Regions from separate parts of the Mus musculus genome. Here region 2 is linked to region 1. The links are chromatin contacts, called in public Hi-C maps. All regions are on one chromosome and are shown on one strand. Each heading gives the region's core, a stretch centred on a gene start, on an enhancer-like site or on the middle of the called end of the contact. The rest is flanking DNA. Distances are from core to core; before and after follow the strand shown. Region 1 overlaps Ptprg (protein tyrosine phosphatase, receptor type, G). Region 2 overlaps Ptprg (protein tyrosine phosphatase, receptor type, G).

Region 1 (6,087 bases), core at 924-3,423:
AAATGGGTGCTGGTGTCGAACTCAGTCCTCTTGCTTGCGCATCGTGTGCCCTATTCAGCCTTAAATCAAGAGCAACATGTAGAGCCTGAGCTTTGTATTGAGGTTGTGGCAGCTTTTGACTGACAGATGGAAGGTGGGAGGGACCTGCTGAGATGCTCCTGAGCCCACATCCCTCTTTCCCTCTGCTGGGTCTTCAGTGTTGAGTGGCAGCTATTGTAGTTGAGGACTAACTAGGTGAAGAAGAGGTGTATCTTCCAACTGGGTCCAAGGCCATTTACTGAGCTCCAGTAGCTTTGTCTGTTCTGGGACCTCTTGTTTGTTTATCTTATCTTCTTAGGAGTTGCATTACCCAAGGTTACCCAAGGTTCGTAACAGAATTCTGAGGGTAAATGTCATGGTGGGCCGGGCAGTGGTGGCGGATGCCTTTCCCAGCACTTGGGAGGCAGAGGCAGGCAGTCGAGGCCTGCCTGGTCTACAGAGTGAGTTCCAGGGCAGCCAGGGCTACATGGAGAAACCCTGTCTCCAATAAAACAAAAACAAAACAAAACAAAACAAAACAAAATGTCATGGTGGTTGAAGTCCGTCTTTAAGAGTGAATACTAGCTGGTCGGAATGATGGACACTGTAAGTCCAGAGTATAGGATTGCAAGTTCTAGGTCAGCCTGCTCTATGGAGTGAAAACTTGGAGAGAAAGAGAGGTGAGGTGGGGGGAGGGAATTTGTACCTTCTGTTGTTGGCCCACACGGTGTCTAAGCCAGTTATATTCTGATTACAAAGCATCTGTGTTTGGAGCAGCAGGGTCAAGGGTCATGTGATGGTGTGTGTTCTGCTGCCCACTCTTTTCTCCCATTCTTTGTGTGTGTGTGTGAAGTAAATTCTATCTAACTAGTGGTCAGTGTGTCAAGAGTGACTTTGGTTTTAGGATTCGTCAGAACTTGGCACTGTCATTTCTGCTGATTGCTTTAGGAGGAGGGACGAGGGGTCGGTAGAGGGTAGCAGACTGAGCCTCAGCTGATGGAATGCAGACATGGAGTTGATCTGTTGTCTTGAAATGGCTTTGGGCAGGCTGTCCAGGAGAAGGGCTTGTCACAGCTGATTTTTCCTTCAGGTGCTAGCTGACTACGTTGTTTACTACCTTGGCTGTGGCTTGCATTGACCAGTGTATCGTGATGACAGCAGATGTGTGTGGACAGAGACCACGGTTTCTAGAGTGCACAGATGCCAGCCCTGTTTTATTTTGTATTGCCCCCTTGTTTTCTTTTCTAAAGCAAGCTATTTTCTTTTACTACACGTGGATAAAGGCCATTAGTGGAGAGTGTGCAAAATCTTTGAGTTATAAGCATCAGTCCCTCATTTTCTCAATTGGCCAATTTGTAAGAAGCCCCTGAAATTAGTCACCATAATAGAGTTGGGTAGGTTGGCATGAGAGATCTCTCTGCACATACTTTCTTTAGGTTGTGATTTATAGAAGCTCAACTTTTCCATTAGTGAAGTTTCTTACTTGATAGGAAGTAGCTGCTGGTCTTGAAATTTCTGCCTTTCCTCTTGATACAAAATGGAGGAAAAATTGATTCCTAGAAAAATCTAGGTAATGTACTGGTGCTCTCACCACATGAATGGAGGAGGCTGTGGAGATGCTTCTTGCATGCTTGGTGGCCTTTGAGCAGGGTTCTGAGGGACCGAGAGAGCAGAGGGAAATGCTTGTGTTCAGCATTATCCTTCTCTGTCTTTGCCTAGTGGCTCGCCTTTATTGGTTTTTCTTGCCTTTCAAATGGAAACAATGGGTTTCAACCTTCTAGATTCCTCAGAAGAATCAAGTGAGACATGGCTGCAAATGGCCAGAAAGGAGCTGTGTATGTAGAATGTTGTAAAGGGCCCTGCTTATAAGAGCTGTTGCTTGGGACTTACTGTATCAACTAGTTCTTCTTCACTGTGACCAAATAACTATCACAAACAGCTTCTGGGAGAAATTACTTATTTTGGCTCATAGTTTCAGAGCAGTCAGCCCATGGTGAACCAGATGGTAAGGGAGAACAGAATGGCTCAAACCGTGATAGCCAGGAAGCAAAGCAAAACAAAAGACACATAGCAAGAGCATACAGCAAGGGGCCCTGCCAACTCTGACACACCACAGTCTCCCCAGTGTTTCAACTAGTCCAACCTCCCAGTGATGACATCATATTGTTAATCCATCAATAGATTAATCTATTGATTAGGACAGAGTCCTTACAGACATGCCCAGAGCTGTACGTTAATCTCCGAAGTGTTTCACATCAGGCCAAGTCAGTAGTCCCAGGAATGCTTGCCTAAGTGTGCTCTCAATGCTGTGCAGTTCTGTGGAGAGGGGAGTGAGCTGGAGTTCAGGGAGAGCAGAGACCCATGGCTGACAAAGCAGCTGAGGAGCTGGCTTCCTGGATGCCTCCAGGCTTGGCTCTGCCTTCCTTGAAGAGCAGGGAGTAGGGACATCTTTCTCTTGGGCAAAATTTTGTCAGGATTTCTGTTGCTGTGACCAAATATCTAAGACATTGATTGCCACCTTCAGTAGGGGAGATTGTATTTCGATCTTGTGATTGACTTCATAGGTTTTAGTCCATGGTTGCTTGGCTTGTTACTTGGGACAGGGATGAAGGTAGAATGTCATGGGGCAAGTCTATCACAGTGTGGTGGCTGAGAGAAGGGGGACAGGGTCCTGGTGTTCCCTTCAAGGACATGCTTCCTCCACCCTAGCACCCATCCTTCCTGTAGGGTACATCTACAGTGCAATGGAGGAGTGACCAAACCTTTAACACATGGGACCTCAGAGAGACTTCCAACGGTAGCAGCTGCTAAGGCTTGAGTTGCTCTGTTTTTTCATCAGCGTGAAGGACAGGTCTATAGGACCAGGCTTTCTTCCTACTTAATACTCTTGGTATACTATGCCAGTTTATCCCTGAAATTATCAATGTGAAGAGGATGCTTACATGTTGTGAGATAGCTCTACAGTAATATAGGCCCATCATGACCTCAGGGTGCATAGGGAACGACTCATTCAAAGAAACATAGCACCTAATGGCTTCTTTCTACACAGGGGCCAGGGGTTGGTATTTGAGTTCAGGGTTCTCATTTCTGTAGACGTGGCAGACTTTGCTAATCAATCATAAAACTATTTGCTTTTGAAGCCTGAATGAGGGCTTAGAGATGGCACAGGGGAGGACTTTCATGCCATCCCTGGGCTATACTAAGACACACCCAACCTTCAAAAACAGCAGAATAAGTACAAGCATATCCATTGGGCTTTTATACCCTTGTAAATACACACATACACACACCACACCACACACACACACACACACACACACACACACACAGACACACACACACACACACACACACAGACACACACACACACACACACACATACACACACACACACACACAGACAGACACACACACACACACAGACACACACACACACACAGACACACACACACACACAGACACACACACACACACACAGACACACACACACACACACACACACACACGGGTAATTTTTAAGATTTCCTGGTCCGTGAAATTGCATTGGTTTCATATTTGACTCAGGTTTGTTTATTCGGGAACAAAGAATCCAATCTCTTGATGGCAGTTACATCATATTCTAATTGGTGAGATCGGCTGATAGAGGGAGGCTTAGGGATCTAAAATTACTCACCTATTTTCCTTCTCTTCAGAGCCCAGAGGTTTTGCATCAGATTATGGCTCTTGTAGGACTGTTTGTATTCTGAAGTGACACCTCTTTGAATTCTTAGCTATTTAAGTTAAGTGTTAAGTACAGGTTTAGTGACTGCAGCTTTTAAAACCGTGACTGACTTAACGGATTCCGCTCCTCTGTTTATGCCTGGTGAAGTATCTTGTGTTTACTGTGAATACATTCATTGGTACCTTTATGGTAGTCTGTCTCTCAGAATTTGATTGGTCCTTTGGTGGGTGTTATTTTTATGAAAGGAAACTGGAGAGGAGAGATGGGAATGTGAGGCATTCCTTCAGTAAGATAGGATACACATTCTTGGAGTTTGACACACATCAATTTTTTTATGCCATCAAACAATCCTAAGTCTATTTCCTAACTGAAGCTGTCTTCCTAAAGGTCCCTTCGGGTGGCCTTGGATTACTTCCTGTGAGTCCACTTGTGCTGTTCCGCCCAGTGTGGTGGCCACTAATCTCATGTGACTGCTGGGAATGCACACCTTGGTCTGAGATGGACTTCAGTATGAAATACACGTTAATACAATATCTCATTAAAATGTTATATTGCAGGGCTGAGAACATAGCTCAGTGGGTGTAACATAGTATGAGGATCTGTGTTCAGCTCCTACGACCTGTGTAAAAAAAAACTTGTCATTTCAGTTGTGGGAGGTGGAGCCTGAGGGAGCCCCAGGTTTGCTGGCCAGCCTGTCTGGCCTCGTGATGGGTTTCCTTCAGCTACTATGAAGTCCCATAGCCTTCCAGAACAGTGCCTCAATGGAGGCCCACCGTGAAAGCCCACGAGCCTGTGGGGAACGTTCTCATCCAAACAACTGCAAGGGAGGTAGCTCAGCTTCAAGCATGGGACATATGCTTTCTGTTTCCAACACTTGCTAACCCAAGTGAGTCTTTGAAACAGTGTGTTCTGAGCACCCCACCTTACTTGTGACCCTCTTTTTCTTGTACCTACTGGAACTGGGTCCTGTACTCACAAGGACATCAGAATGCACAGATGTTGAAGTCTCTTAAATAAAGTGGTATAGTATTTGCATATAGTCTCCACACTACAGGATCTCCTGTATATATGTAAAATTGTGTCAAGGTTATTTCCTCTAATGTGTAAATGCAATGCGAATAATGTTTGTTATTGTTGTTTTCTTAAAAATGAGGTCTGACTCAGACCCCAAGTGTTCCGGGACTGAAGAGAAATAATGTAGGCTACTGTATTAGTTGCTTTTCTTGGTTCAGTGATTGAAATGTTTGACAAAAGCAACTAAGGGAAGGAAGGGTTTCACTCACAGCTCAAGGGTGCAGTCCGTCATGGCAAGGGTGTCCTGTTGGCAAGAGCACAAGGGAGCTGATGACGCTGTGTCCACTGTGGGAGCTGACAGAGATCCTGATGTTTGTGCAGCGGTGCCTTCCCCGTCTAGGGTGGGTCTCCCCTCCACAGTGAACCGACTGGAGAATCCCCCTCACAGGTGGCCAAGGGCTTATCGCTTCTGCAGTTCAAGATTCTGTCAAGGTGACAATCAATTTTAACCACAGATACCTTCCCAGGAGAAAGTGGTTTGTACACAGTCCAAAGCCTGGCTGGTATTTCCTCTGTGCACAGGAAGTAGGGAGCCGATGAGCGGAGGTAGTAATGAGCCTGGGGGGTGGCTGACCTTCAGTAGGTCGGCTGAGCCACAGGGCTGAGCCACAGGACTTCCAGATGTGGACCCTTGCCTGCCTTGGATCTCAGCAGCTTTTTCATGTAGTACGGTGATTGTTGTCAGTGCCTGGCGCCTTGCAACATGCTCACTGCAGGTATCAAGATGCCTGGCAGCTGATGCTTGCTTCACTGACTGGGTCTCAGTGCCAGGCTTAAGGCATTTGCACCCATGGCCATGAAGAAGCACCTTGAAAGGGTCTTGTAACGGTCACAGTGATCTTCAGCATGAGACTCTAGAAGCTGCTAGCTTTCGTGGACTAGGTTTGTGTCTATTGTTCCTAATTTCTTTGCTGGTAAGATTGAGTCATAGGGTCATAGTCCAGTCTCTGTCAGTTGGTGTAAGCATAATTAGGAGCATTGTAAACAAACACTGGTTCCTAACAGGCACATGCTTGCTGTTACAAACTATATACTCATTCATAGCCATATATGTGTGTATGTGTGTGTGTGTGTGTGTATATAATATATATACATATATTATATATATATGTAATATATATATATATATATTATATATATACTATATATAGTCAATGAGATTATATATCTGGTATATAATCATGTGAAAATATATCATACATGATATTTATGTATCTTTCTACATAAACACATATATAAATATATATCACATATATGTATATATACCAAACTTT
Region 2 (6,609 bases), core at 2,152-4,651, 190 kb after region 1:
GACCTTGAATGTTCTTTTGTATTTTCTTCTGATGGTTTAAGTTAAAGGAAATTACTTTGGACCAATTCCAGGAACATTAAAGACCCCATAGCAGGAATTAGGGAATTCACATTGTCACTTTCTTGTCTGCTGCTCCTGAGTGGCTCTCAGGCAGCTGTAGTAAACCACAGCCTCTGTTGGAAAACACGCCTGTGCCCCTTTCCAGTGGGTGGGTTGTGTGTGTGTGTGTGTGTGAAACGCTAAGATTACAAATATCTCCTTTCTGTTTCTGTTTTCCCCTAAGCCAAGAGGCTCTGAATAACTTGAGACAGGCATGGAGAGATGATGCTGGCTGTGGTCTGCTTGTGATCAAGCCCTTCTGGAACCTTTGGAAATGTTGGTCATTGACTCTGAACACCACAATGTCTATTTGCATGTTCTGGACCTTAATACCCAATATTCTACCCAACCATTAATTAATACCCAACCATTCTACCAGAGTGGTTTCTGTGGAGTTGTTAAAGTCAATGTGTCCTTACAGACTTCTTGTAAGGCTGGTTTATTGACCTTATGTTCTGCTTGATGGCAAGAATTACCTTCTTAGCTAGGCATTTGTGGCTATGATGGCTTCCATGACACTCCTTGCCATCGGGAGAATTCTGTTGAAAGTGTTGCGGTTGGGCCACGCCACCTGTTCTCCCAGGGTTCTGACTCCTCTCCCGTACTTTACTTCTGATGATGGAGCCTGATAGAGAAATAACTACCAACTTATAGGTTTGAAATGTCAAAAGAAAGTCTTCAAAGTCTCCAGTTGCTAGAATCTTCTGCCTCTTGTTGCTTCCTCAGGATTGGCCATGTATTGGACCACTTCTGCCCCAGAGCACTAGTGATGCATTCAAATAGTTCATATGTTTCCACACCAGTGTGACTCTTGGAGCCTTCTAATTAACAAAACAAGAGCTTACTCTTATTTTTGAGAACAGAGTTTTGGTCCCCAGGATTACTACTAGGTTGAAAAGAATTATTTGTAACTCTTATCAACCAGAGCACAGAGAACTACAGAGAAAACTAATTACATTGAGATAGCACAATTTATAATTTGTGATCGGCAGTCTGGTAGCATTTTATTAACATCTACAAGACGTACTAGTTTTTATGTATGTCTGTTACCCCTTGAGAAACTAGCACCATCCACAAGATGAGGGGTGTCAGATGGTGACATTGCTTAGCATTGCTACTGGCCCTTTGTTAAATTGCTAAATATCAAACTTAGCAACCCAAGTCTGACATCATTGCAAGGTCACAGATCCCTGGAATCCCAGTGAGTTTATTTGAGAACAAGAGTTGCAGAGGTTTGGCTTGAAGAGTGAGGTGGGAAATGTTTCTGACAGCGTGAGCCAGATGGTATTTGTTGCTTTCATTCTGCTCTGCCTTGCAAAGGCAGCCAGATATACATTTAAACACTTCTTCTTGACTGCGTTTTCATAAGGCTGTATGGACAAATACAGAGGAGTGTTGCACTTGAACCCAGGTCCCGAGTTTGCTCACATCTTCTTTAGGTGGAGGCTCTTCTCTCTAACATTCTCTCTCATCTGGCCTAGCATGTGCTCACTTTGGGACTCACCACTGCCATTCGTTGTAATTTTACGTACACCTAGTGGTTTGGGACTGCTTTTCTCTACTGCATCCATAGTGTGTTTATGATGAATTATTTCTTGAGTGAGTGATATATAACGCATAGATGATTAAGATGCCCTCCCTGTTCTCATATAACCTCCTCTTGGCTGGGTAGACATGTATGAGCAAGCACACAGACTGTAATTGCTGCAGTTGTTAAACATACACTGTTGCTGGACACTGAAGACGGTGCCTGTATTTTAAATGTGCAGAGGTCAGGAATTATAAATGTTAGATTTTGGTAATAGGCATTTGCTTGCAGATAACAGTGACTTTGGATGCCCCATCTCAAATGATGTGGTTGTTAGTTGATTAGCTTATCACAGGTCAGGTGAAATAAAAATAATGCTCGACACCTAGTCTACTAATCTGGGGAAATACAGGCAGCATGGCTATGAGTCTTCTGTTCTGTGTTTAATATGTGTTTGATGGATGGTGTCTGCCTTAGTGTACAGAACTAATATTTCCTACCTGTACTCATTGAGGGTGACTGTGTGACCCTCTAGCCCTGTTTGACATGGAAAATAGAGAAGACCACTGAGGGCAGCTGCAGCCCATACCTAAACCGTGGGAACCCTGAGATGGTTCTTCTGTTAAGAAAGTCCTTGTCTCCTGTTATCGTGGGGCATGCTGTTGGGTGATGAGCCCGTAAGTTATCCTCTCCGCCAACAGATGGTTCATCCCAGAGCCATCATGTCTTCAAACTACCCGCTCCCTATTGATCACAGACTTGGATAAAAGGCATTTTATACTAGTCATTAGGATGAGAATCAAGCTCAATGATGAAACTCGGTGTGCTGTTTTACCAAGACCCTCCATATCAAATTTTCTAGAGGTTGTAGAGTTAGATAAGAGCCAGGAGAACAAAGTTATACTGGTGCTTTAGGGACCTTCATGGATAACGTGACCTCTCTGTGAGTTCCTCTTTTGCCTGAGTTCATCTGTAATGTGGTGAGGGCCCGCCTGGTTGCCCAGTCACACAATGACGAACCAGAGCAGAGGCTTTGTGTGCTAAAACCTGTCTCAGAGTCTCTCTCATCTCTGAATCTCTTTGGCTTCTGGATTTTCTTCTCTCTCTAAAATTCAGTCATTCGCATCATGGTTTAATTATTTTATGTAGCAACGTATGTCTGAGTAAGCTGTTTGTCTCTGCCATGTGGCTGTGATTGACTTGTTGATAACTGTCTGAGTGTCAATTAGATGAAGTATGTGCAAAATCTGATTTTTTTTGATCTGTTGCATATTTGCAAGGAAATTCTTGGTTATAATGAATTACAAATCAACATCTCTTTTATTCTCCCTCATACTCTGTCAAGATAAGACATTGGCTATCCATTTCAAATAACAACTGTCTAATCAATAATTGTGATATTGCTAAATTATTAATGAAACAGGAGTGAAGTATGTTGTAATTTTTTATTTGACTTGGCATCTTCTTATATTTCTCTGTAATTGATCCTGAGCTGTTAGATCTCGATCTGTGAGGATAGTTTGGAGAAGGCAGAAGCCATAATTTCTCAGTGGGCAGGAAAAACAAAGACAACATTTGCCTGGGGTATTTAGAATATGTTGTAGCCTAGATTTGTAATTCAGGCTTGCTCCCACAGAGACTGGGAAATTATTTCCTCATGCAGAGATGAACTCCTAGACATCTGTTATTCGAGCCTTTGATTTAGTGTCACCAAGTGACTTTGGGGACAAAGATGATCTTATTCCTGAGATTACCTGTTTGAGCCCAAGGTTGGCGGTAACAGGTCCAGGCTTGCTACACATGTAATAACGTCATGTGTCATGTTTGTAATACTTACTGACTGTCCTGGAAACTATACCGTCAGTGTTAATTGGGGATTGTTTGAGGTTCACGGTTGCTTTCAGAGGCTTATTTATTCATCAGTTTATTTGACTCTCATCTCAATTTTGGTTTTGTTAATGTTTTACCATCCTTTGAGGGAAGTGGAAGGCAGAGAAGCACCTAGTCATGTATATTTGTTTATAGTGAGTGGAGCTGAGTTCTAGATATCCTGTGGTTCCTCAGTGCTCAGAACTCAAGTCCTATTGCATAGGGTTTTCTGATGTCAGACCATTGAATCTGGGCAGGCAGGGAGCCAAGAGGATCTTGTGTTTTTACAGCTGGTAGAGGGTCACCAAAGTGTGGGCTCTTGTGAATGTCTGGACACTGAGCCTCCAGCTTTATTCTGTCTTGAGCCTTCCTACAATGTCTTCCTATTGATCTCGGAATTCAGAATTTTGGGATTGAAATTTCAGGAAGGGTTGAGAAGCTGATAAAGTGGGCACAACATGATTTTTGGTTTATTGCTTTGGTTTTTTGAAATAGTGGTTTGCCATGGGCCAAGGCTCATCTGTAACTCCAGGTCCTTCTGCCTCCACTTCTTCAGTTCTGAGAAAGCAGCTGTGTGCCAGCATACCAAGCTGGCATCATTGTTTGTTTGTTTGTTTGTTTGATTGATTGATTGATTGATAGTGTGCTCTGTGTGTGTGTTGGTAGGCCAGAGGTCAGGGTTGGGTTTTAAATTTTTCTCCTTTTTTTGTAGTTTTATTATTTTTTAAAAACTATTTTATTCATATGAGTGTTTAGCCATGTATGTGTGCATAGCACTTGAGTGCCTAATACCCGCCTCGGCCAGAAGAGGTATCAGGTTTCCTATAACTAGGGTTCCAGATGGTTGTGAGCTGCCATGTTTTGAGCTGGGAGTTGAACCTAGGTCCTTGGGAATAGAGGCTAGTGCTCTTAAATACTGAGGTATTTCCCCAGTTCTGTTTGTCTTTTTACTTTAATTTGATACAAGGTTTAACCGTGTAGCCCCTAGTAGTTACAGAGTAATAGAGATTCACCTGTCTCTCCCTTTTTAGTACTAGAATTAAGAGCAAGTTCCTGGGAGAGACAGGAGTCTAAAATTCACTGATTGGCTAGGTTGACTGGCCATTGAACTTCAGGGATCTGCTTGTGGGGCCCTCCCAGCACAGCATTATAGGTGCATGCCCCGTATACTGCCTTAAAAAAGATGAATGCTAAAAATCTTTCATGATTGCAGAGTGAGTATTTTACTGATGAGGTCATCTATCTCTCCAGTTCACTAGTGATAACAAACAAACAAAACCATAAGGCAAACTCAGAACAAAACGGGTAAGCTACTCTTACCAGCATCAAGCCTTCCTTTATGGATGACTGGTGTCTTCAATGCATCTTCCTGGATGTGGTCCACAGATGTCTGCATAGCCACCCCTCACTCCTTTCCTCTCAGCGCAAAGGACTGCGATCCCAAGTTTGGCTAGGATGTGGCAAAGCAGCCGAGAACATCATCTGTTCTGCTTCTCCCTGCCATACATAAACAAACATCTTTTTGATTCTTCAGCTAATCTGATATTTTTCCCAGGCATGTTACAGTTATTTCTACCAGATACTGTGTTGGAATAAGCTGATTGTACTGGGGAGGAGGTGACAGGCTCAGGGCGGGTAATGTCGCAAATCTGGAGTGTCTCGTCTATGCTGCAGGTTCATTTTTGTGAGTTAGTCAACTGTCTCTTTTCTGCAGATTATTTTGCATTAATATATCATCTCAGTTCCGAGTCTCCCACCATTTATCCCCCACTCCTCATTCTTTCTTAAAAATCAGAATAGAATTTTCATGATTAGCTCCATGGCTTCTGTTTGGGTGTATTTTTATAGGTAGTGCTAGCATTACTATTATTTTTGAAATTCTTGTTTATATTTTTCTCTTGCCATCTGTTCATTTAATTATTCTCAGTTTGTTTACGATTTCAGTGTCCCCTCCATACATTCTCTGGCATTTTGTCTGCCCTTTCCTGACATAATAGGTCAAGCTTTCGAAAATCTGCCCATGGAATTTGACTTTTTCCATAGTGTACACACCGCCTATGCCTTCTGAAATTGTTCTTTGAGCAGATGTTAACTGTTTCAATATTTTGTTGTTTTGGTGGAAAGGGAATTGAAATATAAGATGTCAGTGATAGCATGCTTTGCTTACACCACAGCAGATTGCTGCTTCCAAGAGGAATATGCAAACGTCTTTAAAACATGGGGTGTTTGTTCCCTTATGCATTTTAACCACCATCTACAGGTTGTATGCTCTGAAAAAAAATGAGAAAATGCATCAGGTTATAATGATGGCTTTGTTCTTTGTAGCTTCTGAAATGGGTGTTGAGATTTCCTTAACCGGGGTTTCAGCTATGGGAATTCATCTGGAGATGAAGGACGCTTCCCTGTGAAAGTAGGAAGCAGGGCAGAGTGTCTTAGTTTCTATTCTTGGTGCTGTGATAAAATTCTCTGAGGAGTCCCCCCACAGACATGCCCAGCTGCCAGTCAGTCTCCTGGGTGATTGACAGGATGACTTCACACTTGATAATCTACTCTTATGGCTCAAATTCATCTGACCAGAATATGGATGACAAAAATGACTTGTCTTGGAGACCAGAGAGTGTTTCCTGTTGGAGACCCAGAGGCCTGTGTTGTTCTCACAGTCGGCACTCTGCTCCTCCTGGTGAGGTTTCTGAGCATCTGTCACCGTTTACTCTTCCCTGCAGAAATAGAAGGATGTGGAAAACTGTCTTGGAAAACAGATTATTGGTATTTTTTTCTTTTTACATAAGTCAAATCTGACTCATAATTAATAATTGATGTTGGGCTTAGTTAACAGAAGTCCTCAAATCCCACTGGCCTGATGGTTGTGGCACAGGAACCTGGGGTTGGGGTGAGGGGGAGCCAGCAGGGTGCTCTCCCCATATGCAGGCCAGACTGAGGGTGGCCAGGACACTGGGGGCTATTCCTTGGGTTCCACATCTCTCTCTGCTTTCTTTTTTGCTTCTAGATGTTTTCCTTTCCTGTATTGCACATGCTGGTGAATAATCTAAGGCTCCCAGGATTACAATATGTACCTCCTCACCATGTTATTCAACATGTTAAATATGTAGCTC

What was found. Hi-C and Micro-C count contacts between places; a contact is called where the count stands out from the background.
Region 2: a contact with region 1 is called in a Hi-C map of liver, with 2.7 times the contacts expected there. The contact joins two enhancer-like sites. A contact is called at or near these places in 6 of 484 Hi-C or Micro-C datasets (liver, nephron progenitors and pancreatic cancer cells) and 1 of 115 datasets of contacts at active chromatin or transcription factors (embryonic stem cells).

What each region holds. Positions count from the first base shown.
Region 1 is chr14:11,566,833-11,572,919 of GRCm38.p6, forward strand. The region is part of intron 1 of Ptprg (protein tyrosine phosphatase, receptor type, G); the gene reads left to right. Among named protein-coding and RNA genes, the nearest start is that of Gm52128, 3.2 kb to the right of the region's middle. Within about 2 kb of position 2,174, at least 4 of the 459 cell types and tissues checked have an H3K27ac peak or open chromatin away from gene starts, as enhancers often do. A contact at or near this core is called in liver, where this site is marked.
Region 2 is chr14:11,755,785-11,762,393 of GRCm38.p6, forward strand. All of the region lies in intron 2 of Ptprg (protein tyrosine phosphatase, receptor type, G), which reads left to right. Among named protein-coding and RNA genes, the nearest start is that of Gm52128, 190 kb to the left of the region's middle. Within about 2 kb of position 3,402, at least 4 of the 459 cell types and tissues checked have an H3K27ac peak or open chromatin away from gene starts, as enhancers often do. A contact at or near this core is called in liver, where this site is marked.